2 separate regions of the Gossypium hirsutum genome follow, and region 2 is linked to region 1. The links are chromatin contacts, called in public Hi-C maps. All regions are on one chromosome and are shown on one strand. Each heading gives the region's core, a stretch centred on a gene start, on an enhancer-like site or on the middle of the called end of the contact. The rest is flanking DNA. Distances are from core to core; before and after follow the strand shown.

Region 1 (3,814 bases), core at 182-2,681:
CATAACAATGAACTTAAATCTCATTCTCAGTACATAATTTAAAAAAAAAAATTCATATGATCTACATCAGACACCCTTACATTGTTTGAATACTGGGGAAAAAAATTTTCCGTTCTTTTGTCAGAGGATAATCATGCATTTATATGTCAATAGATACAAAATTTTATAAACATCTCATCCATTAATTTAATCACAACATAATTTAAAACAATAATTATGTATTAACTGTCGGTTTACAAACGGACAATAGTTGCATGAATCAATGAAAAACAAGCATATAAAATTGGGAAAAATACAAAAACGTTGATTAAATAATTCATGGAATAAGTCAAAAACACAAGCAATATGTCACAGACAAAAACTTACAAACCAACCAGTGACATCATTTGATTCCATACACGATAATCAAACGGTGGAAAAAGCATCAAGCTTCAGTTAAGTAGTCATAGTATAAATAAATAGAAACCCCTGATTATCTAAAGAATGATCTTTTGTGGGACCAGTTTATGGAAAATTTTCCCATGCATGGATGAACCATAAATAAATCCAATTTGCATTTTGAATTAATAACTTAATGATACCAATCAAACATTATGACACTTAAAAGAACTATGATTAAACAAATAATTTTCAAGGTAACATTCAAGTATACTACAAATGATACAAAGCAATAGTGTGGTTACACTCAAAAGCAAGAACTCCAATTTCATGAAAAAACAGAGTAGTATTAAATACAAAAAAGAAAAACCCAAAATAAGATAGCTAATAGCTAATGTATGTATGTATGCAATACAGATCATATATATTGAATTAACACTACAAACAAAGCTGCTTTGAAGCAAAATAACTAGGATAGGATTTGAGCAAACTCACCAAGAACATAAAGTTTGCATTGGCCAAAGAGCTAAAAGCAAAAATCTAATGCCTTGTACTATAACTTGAAAACTTTCAAGACCCAAATTCAACAAGGGAAAAATTCCAAGTGACACCCAAAGTAAAAAGCTGCTTCAGTGTTTTCACTTTCTTCAACCAAACTATCAACACCCCAAAGTCCGAAAGCCAGCTCTTATTTCTTTTTCTTTTTTTTTTCTACTTTTCTTCAACAAAACATTAAAAAGAACAGCAATCTTCTTTGTGGGACTAAAAAGACTGGACCTTTATTGCCAAAAACATGTCAGTTTGTGTGAATCTAAACAAGGTGAAAAGTTTAAGGAACAATCAAAATCCTTTTAGTTCAAAATCTGCAAGCTTTAAACCCTAAACACTGGTGAAGGCTTAAAGAGAGTGAGGAAGAGTGGAAGAAATGGGGTTTGTTAGTGAGAGTTAATAACGTTTTTATAAGGTTTTGGGAGGGGAATGAATAAAAATAAAAATGAATAATTTGTTCATTGTTTTCTTATTTGACAGCTAATATCCAACCATGCAAAGTGACACAGCACCATACATAGATAAGAAGAGTAGTTGATTTAACCTTAGATTTATTGTCCAATTTTTTAATTTTAATTATTTTATTTGCTAATCAGGTTGAAAGTGACTTATGAAATCTCTCCACTTTTTCCTTCCTCTGTCTCTTTTCAAACTTAGCTGGCCTGCCTTTTCATCATTTCTTCTTTGTTTAATCACCAGCGTAATCTCAATAATTGATAATAATATATTCAATATTTCACACATTCACCAAATAAATTTTACCATTTCATGTTTCATTATACCTAATTACCTCCAAACAAGGGAATACCAAAAACATTTGGCCTTGCACCATTTTTCCTTTTCTGTAATTTACGAAATTAAAACTTCTATTAAATCATTTTTTAACATAAGATTCCATTCAAGAAAAATTATATAAAACAAAAAAAAACAGACGAGATAAACATCGGCAAAATTAGAAAATTATTTTTAAGTCAAATTAATTTTTATATTTTTATAATGATAAAAATATAATTTTGTTATTTTAATAATTTATATTTTATAATTTTTAAAGGATTAAATTAATTTATTATTATTATTAGAGGTTAAAATATAATTTTATTATTAATTTAAATTTTTAAGCTTAAATAAAAAAAATTCATTTCCTAACTCCATTAGAGACAAATACATTATGATTAAAGGATAAAATTAAGAAGGAACAAAAATTTTATCCAATAATTGATTGAATCAAACTAAATATATGCATATTGTGTTAAATTAAATCATAAAAAGAAAAAAAAATATGCATATACGTGTTGCGTTTGTAAATTCGACGGTATATCTTTGTCAGAGCAGTTTCCATATTCAGGTCGGCGGTTTTTCTGAGAAGGTGGGTCCCACGCCTTGTCTGGCTATTCCTCTCTGTCACGCTCCCATCAAACTCGCTTTATTCTCAAATCTTCTAATGTGGATTATCCACACGTGGCAGTCATTCATCAAGAGCGTGGTGTTCACGATCTTGAAGTGAAAAATGGAGAGAGAAAATGTTGAGGGGTGGGGTAAGTAGGACCCAGCATGCAGTTCGACCGTGCGCAAAAAAGTCTACGAGGATTTGGTCTAAAGGGATTAGGGGTGGGACCCACACGGTTACGACATTTGTCTGTTAACGAAGTTTGAATAAAGGTTAGTTTTTTTTTTTTTTTTTGAGGGCGAGTTTAGATATTTCATGCGTGATAAGTGGTTATTTTATTTATTTATTTTAACAAATTTATTATAGGTTTTAATTAAATATAATTTTTTTGACATAATGTTTAGAATTACTTATGGTCTCTTTTCAATTCATAAATAAAAAAATAATGTGTTTCAATACGCTCAAACGCATAACTTCTTACATTAATAAAATTATCAAGTGATTATTGATTTTTTACTCTTACCATATTCAGAATGAGTTATATTTCTTTTTATAGTTGCTAAGTTAATAGAGAAATCACAAAAAACAATATTTTTTTAATTTTTTTAAAAATATTTATTTATTTAAGTATCCTAAATATTGTTGGACAAAACACATTAGCGAACAAAATATATAAATATAAATAAACAAATATTTATATATAAAATAAAATATAAATTGAATAATTTATATTTAAATTATCAGATACAAAAACTAATAAATACGGTAACAAAAACTAGAAATCGAAAAGAAGAATAGAGATTTACTAAATGTTGAGGCTTGTTTAACACAGTTTCCTTAAGACAGATTCGGCCGCTCTTACGGTACTTGGAGAAACGTTGGTCGACTGTCTCTCAGGATACAATAACACGATGATCAAAGCAGTAACACCTCTACAGTGATCAACGAACAAACGTTGCCTTTTTCTATCACCGCAACGTTGGAAAATATGGAGAATAAAAGAAAATTTTTGAGAGCAAAATAAGGGTCCGTTTGTTTACATGTAAAATGTTTTACGGAAAATATTTTTTACATTTTCTTACGTTTGTTTCACAGAAAATAGCTTGGTCAACGGAAAATGACTTACATGTCAACGTATTCCGAAAAAGAGCTCATCTATATATAATTTTATTTTTATATAAAAATTAACTTAAATCAAGCTTAATATTATTATATTGATAATAATTTTTATTTTTATATTTAAAAATATTAAAATATTATATTTTTCAATATTATTAAACATATTTAATTATTTATATTTAGTCATATAATAAATTATTAATATAATAAATATAATTTATTATTTTAATAAAATATTTAATATTTCAATTTTATTTTAATAATAAATTTTAAAAATAATAATTTTAAATAATATTATTCACATATTATTGAAAATATTCAATATTAATATTTTAATAATAAATATTTATTAAAATTATAAATATATTAACAATAAATGTT
Region 2 (3,596 bases), core at 1,014-3,513, 260 kb after region 1:
CAACATATTTAAATTTACATCTGGCACATATGTATGACATTGCTTTGGCATCGTGTCCAATGCTTGTATGCAAAATATAAGCATTAAGGCACAACATGCAAATGCAGACTGAGGAACTACTATGGTGCAATAGATATTCCAAAGATGTCGATTTGAACTCACGTTAATGAAAGTTGATGCCTCCTGTATCATGCCAAAATCCCTTGTCAACATAAGAAGTTGGCGTACGAGCAGGATGATAAGCAACTGCAACAAACCAACAAAACATTCCAAACATGAGACGAGTTATAATTCTTGAGTAAAGAACGTTGAGAAAATAATTAAGCATTATTTGCTTACAACGAGGGCAACCAATCGAAGACAGGCAAGGCTACTGCTATTTGCAGCAACATAATCTTCATACTCTGATTGGAGTAGTTGGCTTTGAGAAGTAGTTAGCACTAGAAGGTGCGAGTCACGGAGATCAATATGCGGGCTCCATGTTTGCCTGATCATGAAGATAATTCAAAGCAAACATAACAAAATAATCAAAATGAAAATTCAGGGACAATTCAATACACGAGATCACAAACAAGGATGTCATACTACAGCCTTCCAACTGCTATCAATGAAGTGACAAGCATTTTCAGTGAGAATCTGTCCGAGAGCATACAAGTTGAAACCAACCAAAAAACGTAGATATTGTATTTAAGAAGGAATGGGATGAACAAATATCTCCTATGGTCCAACAGGAAAGACACAGAAGTAGAAGCTGTTAACCAAAAAGAGGATTACCTAATGTCAATTGCCAGAACATCTGGATTGCTTCTGGTCGGAGGAAGAGAATAATTTGGTGAAAAAACCTGATAAAAACAGAGCAATATTGTACACATTATCCATCAAACACGTACTTTTTTTATGTATGCAAATTAAAAGAAAAGGGCTAAAAACAACCCCAACCTGTTTGCATATTTCGCAAGTTATGTCACCTTTCTTGTTGCACCATCTTTGAATGCACTTCCTGTGAGCAAACTGAAACAAAAATGTATACACAATAAGTTAAAAAGATACTTCAAACATTTAAAACTACAAACCCATCTTAAACCGGATAACCATATAAACAACCTATGGTTTTCCATATATGTCGGATACAGGACACTGAAACTTTAGGAAAAATGAAGTTAGGTATTGGCTATATGAGTACCTAGTAGAAGTCATGCAAATGCAAAGAAGAAAAGGAAACAGGTAAGAATATACTCTCTTTTCTTTTAAAATCTTTTACAAAAATAGAAAAAGAACACCATTTGAAATTTTCATATTGAAGCTTAGGAAATAACGTATGAAGAAAGAAAAAGTCAAAAGGAAACTCAAACAAGGCATATGCTAATGCCAAGAAATGCTCGCATTCCAAAACCAATAAAACTACCTAGAAAACATCATAGCACCATTGCTACAAAACTGAAGCCCAACAAAGCCGGCCCCTAAAAAAGCCCGGTTTTAGAATTAGCAATAAGTTGTGTATTTTATTACTATTATTAAATTGTATAATGCAATAAGCCAATAACAAAGAACCATCACTAGAGCTACAAAGTCAAAGGAAAAGCCCCAAAAGGAAAAGAAAAAAAAGTACCAAAGCATAAATAATTTTTTTTTTATATTTTTTACAACTACTCCTCTCCTAACCACAAAAAAAAAAAAAAGGAGCTTGGCAAGACCAATGAAACATACGATCAGAGTCATCTAAATCATACAATCAAAAAACCCAGAAATATAAACTTAAAACTTTAAAAACAGAAGGCGAGAAAAACCCAGAAAAGTAAAGACCTTGAGTGTGCCACTGCAAGCACAAGGAGCTTCCAAAGAAAGCAAATCATCTTCCTCTTGGCATATCCTACACTCCACCACCTCTTTCACCTTCTTTGAACTATACCCAGTTTTTCCATCTCCTTCTTTTCCACCATCACCATCACCACTTGCTTTCGTCATAGGAAAATCAACATTAGTATTCCCAGCAGCTGTATTTGAGTTTGGTTGTCCTTCATTCACTGAAGAAGACTCAAAACAAGTTGCAGATGCTATAATTTTGTCGACACATACCATGAAATCATCCACCATTGTTTTCTTCCCTTCCTTTCACTTTCTCCCTAATGTACTTTTTTGGGGTTTGAATGTACAGTTTTTTTCTTTTTTAATAAACGGAAAGAGAGAGAGAGAGTGGAGAAGTGGGGAGGGTTTTAAAAAGGTGGTGTGTTGGCGGAATTTACGAAAGGGACCAACTTATGTTTTGTTTGACGAAAATGACCTTTGGTTGGGTTTTTATTATCGAGTTTGTCCCAACTAAAATATGTTGCCGTACCTAAACGGTTGTACAAGCTTTGGTATTGTAGGTGGTGGTCAGCTTGGAGCCTTGGACCAAACCATTTAACTTCGGCCAAGTGCAATTTATTGCTATTAGCATGCCGGTTCGGTCCGGGCGTAAACTCAAAGTCAAGTTCCAGTTTCCGTGAGTAAAATTCAAATATTTAAATGGGTAAATTATATTGTCCATCACTTAATTTTAAAAAATTATAAAATAATTCTCCGGATTTTTTTTTATTACCAACCATTTACTAGGGAATGGAAAGGCATGTGGCAAATATAAAAATTAAGATGATAACAACTTCAACTTTTAGCATTCACATGATTTTGATTCCAAAAGATTAGTCCTTAATATTTACACATTACATAATTTAGTCTAATTATAAAAATTAAAAAAAATAACTTTCAATCTCAAGATTTCAAAACTTATATTTTTATATATTTTTTAAATCACTAGTTTTTCAATAATAAAATCTAAGTTTTGAAATTTTGACTACATTATGCAAAGTGTAAATAATAAGACCAATTTTTAAGAATCAAGACTAAATTCGTTACTGCACCAATCTTTATAACTGCCAAGTCATCTTTTAATTATCTAATTAACGGTTGACGACCAAAAAAGATAAACTTGATTTATTAATTGATCATTTTGTAATTGAGTGAGTTTATCCTATTTAATTAGTAAAATATCATTAGTTAAACTTCAAGCATTTAAGTTGAATTATAACTCAATTTTGACGTAAATTTAATCATTATTTAGGATGGGTAATGAATTCTAAAAAACAATTTTAAAATCGGAATCCAACTCCAACTTCTTAAACAAATACATGAAAGTTTCATCATTCATCTTTGATTAAATTTGAAACTAGATTAATGGACCCTATCCAGTTAACAGCACAAATTATTTTTTAAATTCTATCTTACATGTAATATTGCTTTAATTTCTCTAAATTACTAAATTTTTAGATAGAAATTATTCAACTATCGATTTTTTTATCAATTCTATACATATGAACCTATTAACTTTTAGGTCAAGGATTTAATGACAACATTGTAATTGTAATTCAATTAGATTAATCTCTCGATTTTTATAAAATACAATTTAACAAGTCATTTTCTTTTAAAGTAAGAAAAATATAAAAATAAAAAATAATTGTGGATGAAATAATTTTGAGTAGGGAATATGTGTGATCATGTTAATTTGGATTGAAGTTTTTCAACAAAACTAACAGAAAATAAATAAAATAAAATATGGGTGC

The links. A called contact is a pair of places that touch in the nucleus more often than the background predicts.
Region 2: a contact with region 1 is called in a Hi-C map of leaf, with 1.6 times the contacts expected there. The contact joins the promoter of LOC107914613 here to the promoter of LOC107914608 in region 1. A contact is called at or near these places in 3 of 34 Hi-C or Micro-C datasets (callus, leaf and seedling).

The regions. Positions count from the first base shown.
Region 1 is chrD10:21,441,612-21,445,425 of Gossypium_hirsutum_v2.1, forward strand. LOC107914608 (transcription factor bHLH153) reads right to left here and starts at 1,432. Exons shown (of 6, transcript XM_041102196.1): 1 at 874-1,432. The coding sequence starts at 893.
Region 2 is chrD10:21,704,064-21,707,659 of Gossypium_hirsutum_v2.1, forward strand. LOC107914613 reads right to left here and starts at 2,264. Exons shown (of 7, transcript XM_016843566.2): 1 at 1,804-2,264; 2 at 940-1,011; 3 at 775-842; 4 at 340-487; 5 at 163-246. The coding sequence starts at 2,094.